Regions from separate parts of the Sus scrofa genome. Here region 2 is linked to region 1. The links are chromatin contacts, called in public Hi-C maps. All regions are on one chromosome and are shown on one strand. The core of a region is the stretch at or near the end of the contact, and the rest is flanking DNA. Distances in the headings are between cores, read along the strand shown.

Region 1 (6,252 bases), core at 1,056-3,555:
ATAACATATAACGGGAAAATATGAAAAAATACATATACATATGTATAACTGAATCACTTTGCTATGCACATGAAACTACCACAACACTGTAAATCCACTATATTTCAACGGAAAAAAAAAAAAAAAAAAGATATGAGTCCTTCAATTACCAGCTCTCTTAACAGCAATGGAGTCTCACTTCTGCTTTCCCAGCCTCAAGAGACTGCCCAAAGCTTTACTCACATTCTGGCTTTTGGCAGCTGCTTTCGGCTTCACTTCTCTACCTTTCTCCTCACACCACTTACAAATTACAACTGTCTCAAAAATAAAATCAGAGCAAATGCTGGGCTCACCTTATCAAGTTTCCCTCTTCTCATAAATCGTGGACCCTCAAGTACTGGCTGTCTTGGTAGCTTTCCAATACCTTCAAACAGACTTTTTGGGGTTTTTCAATCTAGCTTTCTTTTCAATTTTCGGTTGGTTTGGGTCTGCTATAAGCCAGTTAACCATTTATGGATACAGTCTAGTTTTCAATTATATTTTTATTTAACATGGTCAACATTTGAAGGATTTTAGAGAGCATGCCAAATGATCTTTTTTGAATGGAAAAGCACTTTTTCATGCTAATAATGTTAGGAAGTCTCTGATCCACTTGGAATTTATCCTTATGTAGAGTGTGAATAAAAACTTAATTTTCTATTTTTCCATATGGCTCTCTAGCTAGTCTAAGTGCATTTATTAAAATATCTATTTATTTCCCAGTGAATTAAAGTGTCTTTACATTAAAATCTCATGGGCAATTTAATAGACTTTCTCTTTTCCTTTCTCACTTATTTTTTAATCCTTTAGCATGTCTGCCTTAAATTCTTTTGGAACACGAGCACGTTTAGTTGAAGAAACTGAAGAAAACATAGATGAAATTTTCTAAAATAAGAGCGGGAAAACTTTTTATTGTTTTTGTTGTTGTTGTTGTTTTCCCACAACTGTGGCATATGGAAGTTCCCCAGCCAGGGACTATATCCAAGCCATGGCTACAACCTGTGCCACAGCTGCAGCAATGCTGGATCCTTAACCCACTGTACCAGGCTGGGGACTGAACCCACGCTGCCTCAGAGACAACACTGGATTCTTAACCCACTGCACCACAGCAGGAACTCCCAGAAAAATCTTGTTGTAACTCAAAATTCAGATCAAAAAAGGCAAAAGATTGACACGTTTTACAATTTAAAATAAGAAACTTTTGCATGATTTAAACACACACACACACACACACACACACACACACCAAAAGCAAAATAAAAAGACAAATGAAAAACCAAAGAAAAAATACTTGCAACTTATATCAAAGACAAAACTTATATAAAGAGCTTCTAAAATTTGTCTTCTAAACTTATATCAAAGACAAAACTTATATAAAGAGCTTCTAAAATTAGGTAAGAGACTAATAAAATGATCTTTTAAATGTGCAAGTGGAAAGTTCCCTTAGGTGCAGTGGGTCCGGCACTGCTGCAGCTGTGGCACAGGTCAAAACTGCAGCTCGGGTTTGATCCCGGGCCTGGAAACTTCCACATGCCACAGGTGTGGCCAAAAAAAAAAAAAAAAACCAGAAAAGGACATGCTATATGACCAGTCAATTTATCCACAGAGGGGGAAAAAAAAAATGGCCCTTTTTAATAAACATGTGGTCAGGAGAAGAGAAAAAACAAACATAAAAGTAACAGAAGAACCAGAAAGGAGAGACATCCAGACCAGGGAGGCCAGCAACATCCAATACAGCTGAGGACCCTACAGAGATGAGCCAAAAGGCAGCTGGATCCGGCGCCCTGGGTAGTCTCTAGCAACCTCCTACTAAACAATTTCAGAACAAAGCATTTCAAAGATTACGAGCATCCTCAAATTAATCCAGCCTAACACTCCCATTTCTTTAAATAAATAAGACCAGAGAAATGTTAGGTGGCAGGCCTAAACCCCTGCAGCTAGTTAGGAGTTAGGAGTAGACTCTGGACTTGAACATGCTCGTTTCCACAACAGCAACTACCTACTAGGTGGAAGGCAGGAAGACCAGACTAGAGAATTACTTCATTTCTCCTGGAAGACTCGCTGCTCTTCACTCTTGCATGCTTCCCCCAGCCACGTGGTGCATGACGAGGGGGGCAGGCACGACCTTCCCCACTGGACTGACAGAGAAACTGAGGCCCTGAAGCCTTAAGCACTTTGCTCAGAGTCACACAAGAAATGTGCTGGGAAAGACAGGTCCTGACATCAGTTCAGCCGCTGTTGGTTTTGTCGGTACAACTTGGAGCATTACTTTCTTCTCAGAGAAGAGGAAATGAGATCAAAACAAAGGCAAAAGGCCAAAGCTTTTACCCCAACTTCCTCCCTGCAGCCAGATGAGGAAGAAGAGCCACACGTGATACAATGACTTTAAAACCTCCACTGAGCGGTCGAAACCCTCAGGAAAGACACTGGCCCCTTTCTGAGTGGCTGCGCTTTGTCTGAACCACAGAGATGTTCTGGCCCCTTCGGTAGAAAACGATCTTGACCTGGTGCCACTCTGGGGCCTCCCGCGTTTGAAAATGCTGAGACAGGACGGGTTGCTGTGAATTACTCTGCCACCTTCAGGTTGTTCTGGCGAGTCAAAGGGAGGGAGGGGAAGGACCCAACAGGGCTTTTTCTTGTGGTGACTAAATGACTAATCAAATACAGTAGTATACAAAGTTGATGCCTATTTACTCAAGTAGCAGACGGTTTCCTGTTATAAAATGGATTCTGGAGAAAGCAATCTGTGCTCCTAAGTTCCTAATAAAAATAGGAAACTGTCCATTCCTACCTCCGCCAGACAAAAACCTGCTGAAGTCTTCCAGAAACTTTATGGAGTTGAAAGAAGAAATACCTGCCCATATTGCATCAGGTCTCGGATCACAAGCTAGTCCCTGGGCCATGTCCTTTCCTTTCTTAGTTTATCCTGCACTAAACAAAACTGTCTGGAATTCATTCTTTAAAGGTTTATTTATGGTACATAGAGACTGTTTATGTGAAGCAGGGTATTTGCCCATTTCCCTCTTGGGACAGTGTTTAAAACTACAGGGATATTTCCCTCTCTGGCACTTTCTGAAATACAATTAACAATACCGAATCTTTTTTCCTTTTAACAAATCTGGTTTTTATTTAGGGAGGGGAGGAAAAAAGTAAAGGGTCTGAAGTTTCCCAACAAATTATTTCAAGCCTTTGAGAAGACAGTTTTAGGCTTTTTAAATAGTGTCTTTGTCTGAAATTCCCCCTCACCCCCACCCTCTTGCTCTCTGACCATTAAAATGTGGGTTTTCTTCCAAACTAGATTGCTCAATTAAAGCCCTTCTTTTGTAATACCCCAATGCACTAAATGGGAAAAGGACTGCTGTAGGCCACCTTGTGAAACCTTTTAAAGGCTCCTGGACGCTTTTGATCTTTAAAAAAAAAAAACAGAAGAGCATATAAACTACCTGGCATTTTCAATATTACTCTGCTACTCTCTAACATGCAACCTCGGGAGAATAATGGAGAAGCGGGCGGGCGGAGTTGGGGGGGTTGGAATCGATGCTCTCATCTCTGCATTTGTGAGATGGAACTATTATCTCCCTCTCCTTCCAGCACAGACTAAGGAATCCAATTGAGAGAGCAGACGTGAAGCTGCTTTGAGTCCTTCTGAACAGACACTCTATCTGGCAATACCGTACCCTCGGTGTAAACCTGAAGAGATTTCCCTCTGAGGTTTCTGACAGCCCCGCTTCTGGCCTGGAGTCAAGAGAATCAAGATAATTATTCCTTCAACACCAAAGACATGGTTACCTTTTAGTCAGACTCTTGTGATTCCTGTTCTGGGACAGGATTCCATTTCCTAAGCACATACTTTCAGCCGTTACATATTCATCTCAAGGAGCCGACTGCTCTTCCTAAGAGCTACTAATCAAGGGATATTACTCTGTTAGAAAACTCTTTGAATAAATGACATTATTTTATGAGTCCCAGACTCCACTAGGAGAACTCAAGACACGATAAAACGGTGACTTTCATAAGCTGAGAACTTCACTCTGATGTCCCAATTCCCAGCACCCTGGGTGAAATAGGAACGTGCCACACCCAGGGTGCCCCCGTCCCACACCTCAGAACGTGGCTGCTCCACTGAATTTGTTTAGCAGCCGTTTGGAAAACGCCTTGACGATGTCCCTTCAATATAGTGTCAAGTGAAACATTCAGCCTAAACGATTCCCAGTATATCCGATGCAAAATATCATGTAAACATCAATACCATGTAACTGGGGGTCTTGCTGTTTCTTTTTTTTCATTTTTAATTTTTTTGTCTTTTTAGGCCCACACCCATAGCACATGGAGGTTCCCAGGCTAGGGGTCGAACTGGAGCTATAGCTGCCAGCCTAGCACAGCCATAGCAATGTGGGGATCCAAGTCGTGTATGCGACCTACACCACAGCTCTCGGCAACGCCGGATCCTTAACCCACTGAGTGAGGCCAGGGATTGAACATGCGTCCTCATGGATGCTAGTCAGATTCCTTTCCACTGAGCCAAGATGGGAACCCCCGGAGCTGTTTTGACTGTGGAAAACCATGCCGCATTCATCAGTCTAGGGGTGCATTTTCTACTGGGAGCAGTCTGGGAGGAATGGTTAGGTGTCTGCGTTTCTTAGTAAGCTGATTTAAAAAACAAGAAGTCCTTAGCTCTCAGGAAATGCTTGACATTGGTTTGTTGGGTGAGTGCCAAGTGTTCTGGGGGGAATATACACTTTATCAAATAAACCCATTCCAAAGGGTCACACAAGTCAAGTGGATACTTGTGGATATTAGCAAGATAGTGGTTTTCCCATGGCTTTCCCTCCACTCCCATGCTAATTATAAGTATATTTAGTCTCCTGGGAAACATGAAGTTAAAGCAAATTAAGAAGAGAGGACAGTCCGTCGAGAAGGCACGGTTCTCGGGATGGTCGCAGAAGCAATTATTTCTCCCTGGTCCTGACCAGCACTCCCAACTGCCCGTCCTGTGTGCTGCCTTAAGGAGGCAGTCCCCCTCGCCCTGTCCTCATCCAAATATGAGCTGACGGTGACCAGACTACTGTTACCTGGAAGTCTAGTTTAGAAGCTGTGAGGTGGCAAACCGTGAGCCCCATGGGGCCCACACATGGGTTTTGTTAGGCCCACAAGGTTTAAAAGCAAAAACAAAAACATTCGAATTGGTTGCCAACATTTAAAAACCAGGAGATTCCACATAAAAATCCAGATTTCCGGCTTCACTTTAAAATTCCAAAGGCCTGGCAACACTGGGCTCCCATTACCCTGAGATGCTGGCTGGAGCTGCGCTGCGCTGCCCCCTTCAGGTGAAGCGAGTGCACTCTGCAGCAGGGCCCCCTGGCTGGCACTCTGGCCCAGCCCCTGGAGGCACGTCTGTCACTTATCTGTGCACGGCTTGAGCTATCCCTGTTCAGAAAGAGACAGCACCTTGAGGCATCTTAAAGGAGGCAGCATGGGCAGAGGGCAAGTCTTGGGCTGGTGGTTAGTGGGGAGGTGGATGCCTCGACAACCGTCTTCGAGTGCAATGGAGGAGAGACCCGGGAGGAAGGGGTGCGAGCTGCAGGGGGGCAGGTGTAGACCCCACCTAAGCAAAGACTCCCCAACAACCCCCTGGTTCTACTCCTGCTCCTATCATGACCTGTCTCCGCAGGCATCCGTGACAAAACCCTGCGAACTCCAACATCCTGGGCACCAAGTGAGGGGATGCTGAAGGACCCACTGAGCTCTCACCTCCCCATTCCTTAGGTTCTGGGGGGCACTGCAGGAAAGGGAGAAAGACAAATGGGCTTCCGAGTCAGACAGGCTTGGATTTCAAGTCCAGCCCCACCCCTTAATTGCCATTGTCTGGACGGCAGAAAACAAAGACGGTGTTCACCTGCATCTGCCAAGCGCTCGTGCAGAGGCTCTGCAGGAGTGTCACATCCTGGCGTGGCGTCGGGGAGGCCATGTCTCAGTGGCCAGTGGCCCCATCCTCCTCGAAGCAGGCAGACACTTCTACTGCCAACCATTCGAGAAGAGGTGGCTACTTAAGAAGGGGGGGAGAAGGAGGGCAGGCAGGTCTGGAACGCAAAGGGAAGATAACAGCTGGGTGGCAGCGTGTGTCTGGAGTCTGGGAGCGGCCCCAGGAAAGGAGGCATTCACCTCTTTGAGAAGAGCCAAGAGCTAAGCAGAAGGCACATGGGGCTTTACACTGTATTCTGTGTTTACTCGCTT
Region 2 (6,252 bases), core at 2,317-4,816, 70 kb before region 1:
GAAATTGCATTTCAGGGGCTTACAGACTGTCCTTTCTGATTCTCATCAGGGTGAAGTACAACCTAGAAGACAAGCTGGTTCAGAGCCCAAATCAGCTTGGCTTTGAAATGCTCTCCTCTCCCGATCCCTCTTTGAAAGCAGAATTAATGGTCCAGGTGGTGAGAAGTCAAAAAAAAGAAAGAAAAGGGGTCATCTCAGGTGCATTTCTCTGCCTTCATAAAAATCAGAGTCTCGCCCTGGTCAGAGCCGGTGCTGAACCTTCAGAGCACTTGTCCTCCTAGGAAACAAGAGCCAATGAGACTAAATCCACATGAGTGGCTGGGCTGGGGCTTTCCTCTACAGGAGGAGAAAAAAATGTGGATTCCAAATGGGTTAGAACTTGAGAGCCGAGGTGGCAGAGGGGAAAGTTACTAGACTCTTATAGACCGAGGAGGGAGAGGAGGAAAGCCCCCTAGGCCTGGTGCCAGCCAGTGCTTGTGCTCCGACACGTGCTTTCTGCAATCGGCCTCCCCGGGTTCTGGGACCCAAGCCTACAGCCGCACTGGCCCTCCTGCCTGGGCCACACTGTGCCTCTGGGAAGAGCAGGTGCATCCGGGAGCCTGTCCCATGCAAAGGCCTCCAGTGCTTCCTGCTATGTTAACAGTGAACATGAGACCTCACCTCTAGCCTCTCCCATCAGCCGGGGCACTGTCTGTCTCTCCCTCTGGACCCAGGGGGCAGAGGCAGTTAGGGAGGGTGAGCGTGTGGCTTTTTCCAGAGAACAAATTCCTTGGAGGGGAGAGAAACAGGTAGGCCGGGGACAGCCCTGATGCTGACAGAGGAGGGAGAGTCACACACAAGGCAAGAGATGAATCTGGGCTGCTGCTCTTCACTGCTCCCTTTCTGGAGGATGGCTCAGATGCAAGCAGATCTGACTAGGCTTCCTTCTGCATGTGACATAAAGCCCTGGAACTTTCTAGTGCTGCTTTAAAATTTTTGCAGATAAGAATCTCTATAAAGGCTGGTTTGTAGATCATCTGGCTACCTCATGGCATCTTTAATCATTGTTAAAGAGAACAAAAATGAGTCAAAAGAATAGCAGAATTTCTTCCTACAATTTAACCACTCACTCTCCCCCAAGCATTTCTCTCTTCGCATCCCAAAAGACTAGCCATAGCATAGCTCCTTGATGCCAAATGAGCCCAAATAAATGACAAAGAGAAATCCCAAGCAGGTGCCCCATTAAAAGATACCCAGTACCAAGGTCTGGTAAACTCTGGGTTTAGAATCATTTCCTGGAGTCCAAAGCATGGAGTTAGCTGCCTCCAGGGACTACTGGAGCCTACTTCTAGGCTCTTAAAACCCCCTGACTGCAGAAGCCTAACTAGCAATCTCAGAGGCAGCTAGCCCTTCAGTCTCTTCTCTCGAACCCTTCCTTCAGGCCCCCCAGCACCAAAATAAACAGGAGATATCCTTGGCCATCAAAAGAAGGTCACAGCACACTCAGCACATATTTGGACATTCTCTTCTCCTTCCAAGGCTTTTTGTACTGTGTCCCAAACGGAGTTCTCAGGCCACCAGCTGGGGAAGATGGCCTTGGCTGGATGGCAAAAGACAAGCTGGAACCAACACATGTGACTGCTATTTTGTGAAAACAGAGAATTCTGAAAGTGGAAGGATACAGTGATTGATCATTTGGGGAGCAACCAGGGCTGGGAGTCGGGATGCAGAAGAGAGGACCGGGCACAGCACAGCTCCTGGACAGAGCGCTCAGTGGCCTGGTGCTCCAGGAACACTGTCTGCAGCCTCTGGGTTAAGCCAGCAGGGGTAAAAGAATGCGACAAGCACCCTTCAGGCTGCGAGGTCCAGGGTTGACGGCACCTCTCCCCACCAACTGCCTTGGCATCTTTTCCCAAATCTTTTGGGTCATAGGAGGGTGGGAGGCGATTCCCACCTTCCACACCCAAGAATCAAAAGAAAGTGGATCTGAGACATGGTAAGAGGCCTCAGGTTTAAATCTTTTTTTTTTTTTTAGGGCTGCATCCATGGCATACAGAAGTTCCCAGGCTAGGGGCCAAATTGGAGCTGCAGCTGCCAGCCTACACCACAGTCACAGCAACGCCAGATCCTTAACCTCCCGAGCAGGGCCAAGGATTGACGCTGCATCCTCATGGATACTAGTCGAATTTGTTACTGCTGAGCCACAAGGGGAACCCATTATGAGGTCTTTTGATGGAAGAGACCAGGAGCTAATGCAGAAATGGCAGAGAAGTTAGGAGTGGGTGCTCTGCGTTCAGACTGCCAGGGTTCGAGTTCTGATTCCCCTTTGATGGCCTCTGAGATCTGGAGTAAGTTATCTAACTTCTCTGTGCCTCAACTTTCCCGTCTTTAAAGTGGGGAAAATACAGCACCCACCTCAACGACGTGTTGGAGGATGAAGCAGTAATACACACAAAATGCTTAAACAGTGTGTGGCATGTGTACACGTTGAAAATCTGGAGTGTCACCCAAAGTGCCTTGTCTGTTGTGGACAAGCAGCTCTCTGGAGGGACAGAAATACATGTCCTCCTGGACAGCACGGATAAAGGACAGGTAGGCTCCCAGTTTGGTGAAAGGACACATTAGGCTGCACCCTTCCTTAGCCCACTTTTCTCCTAAGGTCCTCGAAGACAGACCGTCCTTTCTGCCTGTACTTAAGCCAAAGCCCTGCTTGTCTGTCCGTTTACTCAGTGTGGCACTGCTGTGAGAACCAGGCTCCTCTAGGCCTTGCCCTCCCGGACTGAAGGGGCAGCGGCCCCACAGGGTGGCCTGCTGCTGACCTAACAGGCTTTCCGTGGGCCAACCTCCCCCCTGCTCTGGTCTGGCACTTAGGCTCGGCTGTGGAAAGCCAGAAAATGAGGCTTTCACCAGCCTTCGAGGAGGCTGGGCGGCAGGGACAGCAGACAGAACCATCCTGATCTCAGCAACGCGACAAGAACGCCCAGCCGGCGGCATCCAACTGCCTCTGCCACCAGCGCGGCCTCCTCGGAGACGGAGACGGGTAGGTTTCCTGTTGTGTCAGCCCCATTTCCTTCAGCAACATTATCCTGCAAACAGAGAGCTACTTTGAATAAAGCTCTAAGGTGTCCTGTTTCTGGCCGGGGAGGAGGGGAGGAGGCGAGGAGGCTGAGCACCACCGATTCCCCAGTTCTCCGGAGAGAAGCATCGCCGAGCCGTGACCTCTCTAGACGGCGCTTCTTCCCTCTCCCGGTCCTGAAAAGCTCTGTTTGAAGACAAGAAACGTGCTGGCTTTCCTTTATGACCTCAGATGGGCAAGTTCTGAATGGCAGCTGGGTCTATTACACGCAGTGTGAGAGGGTTAAACAGGACAGCCTCAACTCTTTATAAACTTTTGCCCTGTGGATATGTACTCATTGGCGGCGGTACAAGACTCGAGCTGTATTACACGCCTTAACGATATGGTTCAACTGTCGGTCAGGCTTGGGCCTGGCCCTGGGCCAGACCGCAATCAATGGGACACAGAACCTCCCCCTTCAGATCATCACGAAGGCTCATATTATCTCCTTTTCGTCGTGCTGGTTAAATTTATGGAGCAGAACCCTGAAGCCGCATTCCTCGGCCTGGGCCGGCCCACGCGGCCCTCCCTCCCTTTGTTCGGTACTGTAAGCCAGCCGTGCTTCGGAGGACTGCAGGGTTGTTAGTTCAGGCACTGACTGTTTGCTCATGACTGAAATGAAAGGAGTTCAGTGGAAGGGCAGAAGGACAGCCCAAGTGTAAAACCCCATCCCAGCAGGCCCTGGGCCCCTACGTACTGGCCCTGAGCTGCTCCTGAATGGACGGCTGCACGCTATGCTCACAAAAGCAGGCTCTTTGGCCTGCTCTCTGATAAAACGGTGGCGCAGCAGCCAGGCCCTCCTGTGGCGCACCTCCCGGGAAGCCGTGGGCTCCCGGGTACCGGCAGGCACGCTGGCCCCGACGCAGCCAAGAAAGCAAAGGGAGCCATGGTTGGGCAACATCCCCCCGTCTTGCCAGGTCCCACGGGGGATGGGGCTCTGAATACTGCACTGATTAGTACCTGATCATTTTTAACCTTCATACAGAAAAAAGTAAATGTATTTTCAAGTCTTGGCTTCAAGGGGGCTACAGCGCCCTCGCTGAATGTGCGCGTGCGCATGCGCACGTGGAGGGGCGGCGTCCCTAGAGGACAGGGTCTCCCGGAAGCAACAGACCCACGGGGCCGGCCCGGTTGCTTTTCACTTGTGATCTTCAGTCCCTCTGACTGCTGCACAGAGGGTTAAACAAGCAGCGTGATGGATGGGACTTGACTTTAGTTTTAGAGTTTAACCCACGAGGAGTGTGATCCACGAATGGCTCTCGAGGGCTGCGTGGGCAGCTGGCTCCAAAGGATGCCATCCGACGGCTGCAAAGGCGCGTCATCCTGGAGCTGAGCCCAGGCTCCCCACAGGAGGAGCTGTGAGTCCGTGGTTCACCGCGTACGTCTCGTGTGCCTCGCGGCCCAGCCATGAAATGAAGCTCCTGGGCTGACTTGTGGAAGTCTGGGATGATCACCAGAACTTCTCCAGGCAAGGCCCGAGCACGACGGAGAGGGAGCAAGAGGAACAGAGAGACCAAACCCCAAAGCGAAGACAAGAGGAGAAGGTCCGGTAGGTAAGCCTTTGAGAGGCATCACTGCTGACGTTGTAAGCGCTTTCCTGTCAGTTCAGTCTTGTAAGCCACATTAGGAACACAAGTCTAAGGCCCAAGCTAGTTTATAAAAATAAAACCAGAACAACCTGCACTAAGGCATTTTCCGATTCTGGGCAGAGGCGGGCTTCTTTGATGGAGTCTTCTGAAGCCAGTGGCCTGTTTCCAATCAGAGCCTGGTTCAATCTGCAGGTGAAAATGGTGCTTCCCGACTCAACGTAGCCACGGTTTCTGAATGGAAACTGTAAATTCCTGCATTTTCCTCAGAAGGCTCCCTTATCCACCGTGTTGATGTTAAAAGATACGGCAATGAATGTCATTCCAAAGTCTCAAGCACCTTTGTGGGGGAAGATAGGAGGTGCCATGGAATGAATGGGCCGTAGAAAATCATCTCTTGCTATGGAGAGTCCCTCTTCTCTATGAATTCTTCTACTGTGTACTATTTGTTCTGGTTTGTTAAAAATGTAGGTTTATAGGAGTTCCCTGGTGGCCTAGTAGTTAAGGATTCGGTGTTGTCACTACTGTGGCTTGAGTTCAATCCCTGACCCAGGAATTATGACTTGGGTGCAGCCAAATGTATGTATGTATATATTATACACACACACACACACACACACACACATTATAGAGAACCACTAACATCAGGAAAGAAGAGGCAAGAAAAAGCTAGGTAGGCTAATTTAGGAAATCCCCAAGAAAAATGTGTAATCCGTTTAATCTGTCTCTAGTTATTCACATACCAGTGCGGGTTCAATTAAGTCTTTGGTTATAATAATACCTCACATCTCCCAGACAATCTACAGAGTGCTTGCACACACTTATCATAGCTTCCTGGATACTGATAAAGGAGTCCAGTCTCCCCGACGGTCAGTGCATAATAGAAAGGCTTCTGAAGGCTTAGTTTTGGCCCATCGTGAGCCCAGAGGCATCAAGAATCATTGATATGTTAAAAGTTGGAAAACCAGACCCACTCCTGAGAGTGGGACCCTATTACAGGCCAGGACAGACTTTGAGAACTTAGGGACAATGACCTGGATGCCCCCACCTCCTGTTGGATTTTCTCCATCTCAGGGTAACCCTGATGACCATATTCCAGGGACAAAGAAATCCTAAGTAAACCAGGAGTACACGTCCCTTACAAAAAAGGTTGTAGCTGCGACAGCTGATACATTTGCCCAGAACTGGCCATGCTCACTTCTCTCCTATGTTTTCCGGACTGCCTTCTCCATGAGCTACTTGGCATTGCTGTTTCCTCCAGCATTGAGGGCAGGGCTAAGAAGGGCTAGTTTGGGAAATAAAAAGGAAACATGGGGGGTTTGGTCTCTTTTTAGGGCTACATGGGTGGCATATGGAAGTTCCCAGGCTAGGGGTCAAATCAGAGCTACAGCCACTGGCCTACGCCACAGCCACAGCGACATCAGATCCCAGCTACGTCTGCCACCTACACCACAGCTCACGGCAACACCAGACCCTTAACCCACTGAGTGAGGCCAGAGATTGAACCTGTGTCCTCATGGATACTAGTCAGATTCGTTTCCACTGAGCCACAATGGGAACTCCCAGGAAATA

What was found. Hi-C and Micro-C count contacts between places; a contact is called where the count stands out from the background.
Region 2: a contact with region 1 is called in a Hi-C map of skeletal muscle, with 2.3 times the contacts expected there. The contact joins two enhancer-like sites. A contact is called at or near these places in 10 of 47 Hi-C or Micro-C datasets (embryonic fibroblasts, epiblast stem cells, heart right ventricle and 4 more) and 1 of 2 datasets of contacts at active chromatin or transcription factors (skeletal muscle).

Annotation. Positions count from the first base shown.
Region 1 is chr6:72,405,849-72,412,100 of Sscrofa11.1, reverse strand. The region is part of intron 62 of VPS13D (vacuolar protein sorting-associated protein 13D); the gene reads right to left. Among named protein-coding and RNA genes, the nearest start is that of VPS13D, 150 kb to the right of the region's middle. Within about 2 kb of position 2,305, at least 44 of the 83 cell types and tissues checked have an H3K27ac peak or open chromatin away from gene starts, as enhancers often do. A contact at or near this core is called in liver, mesenteric adipose tissue and skeletal muscle, where this site is marked.
Region 2 is chr6:72,476,930-72,483,181 of Sscrofa11.1, reverse strand. All of the region lies in intron 66 of VPS13D (vacuolar protein sorting-associated protein 13D), which reads right to left. Among named protein-coding and RNA genes, the nearest start is that of DHRS3, 120 kb to the left of the region's middle. Within about 2 kb of position 3,566, at least 50 of the 83 cell types and tissues checked have an H3K27ac peak or open chromatin away from gene starts, as enhancers often do. A contact at or near this core is called in liver, mesenteric adipose tissue and skeletal muscle, where this site is marked.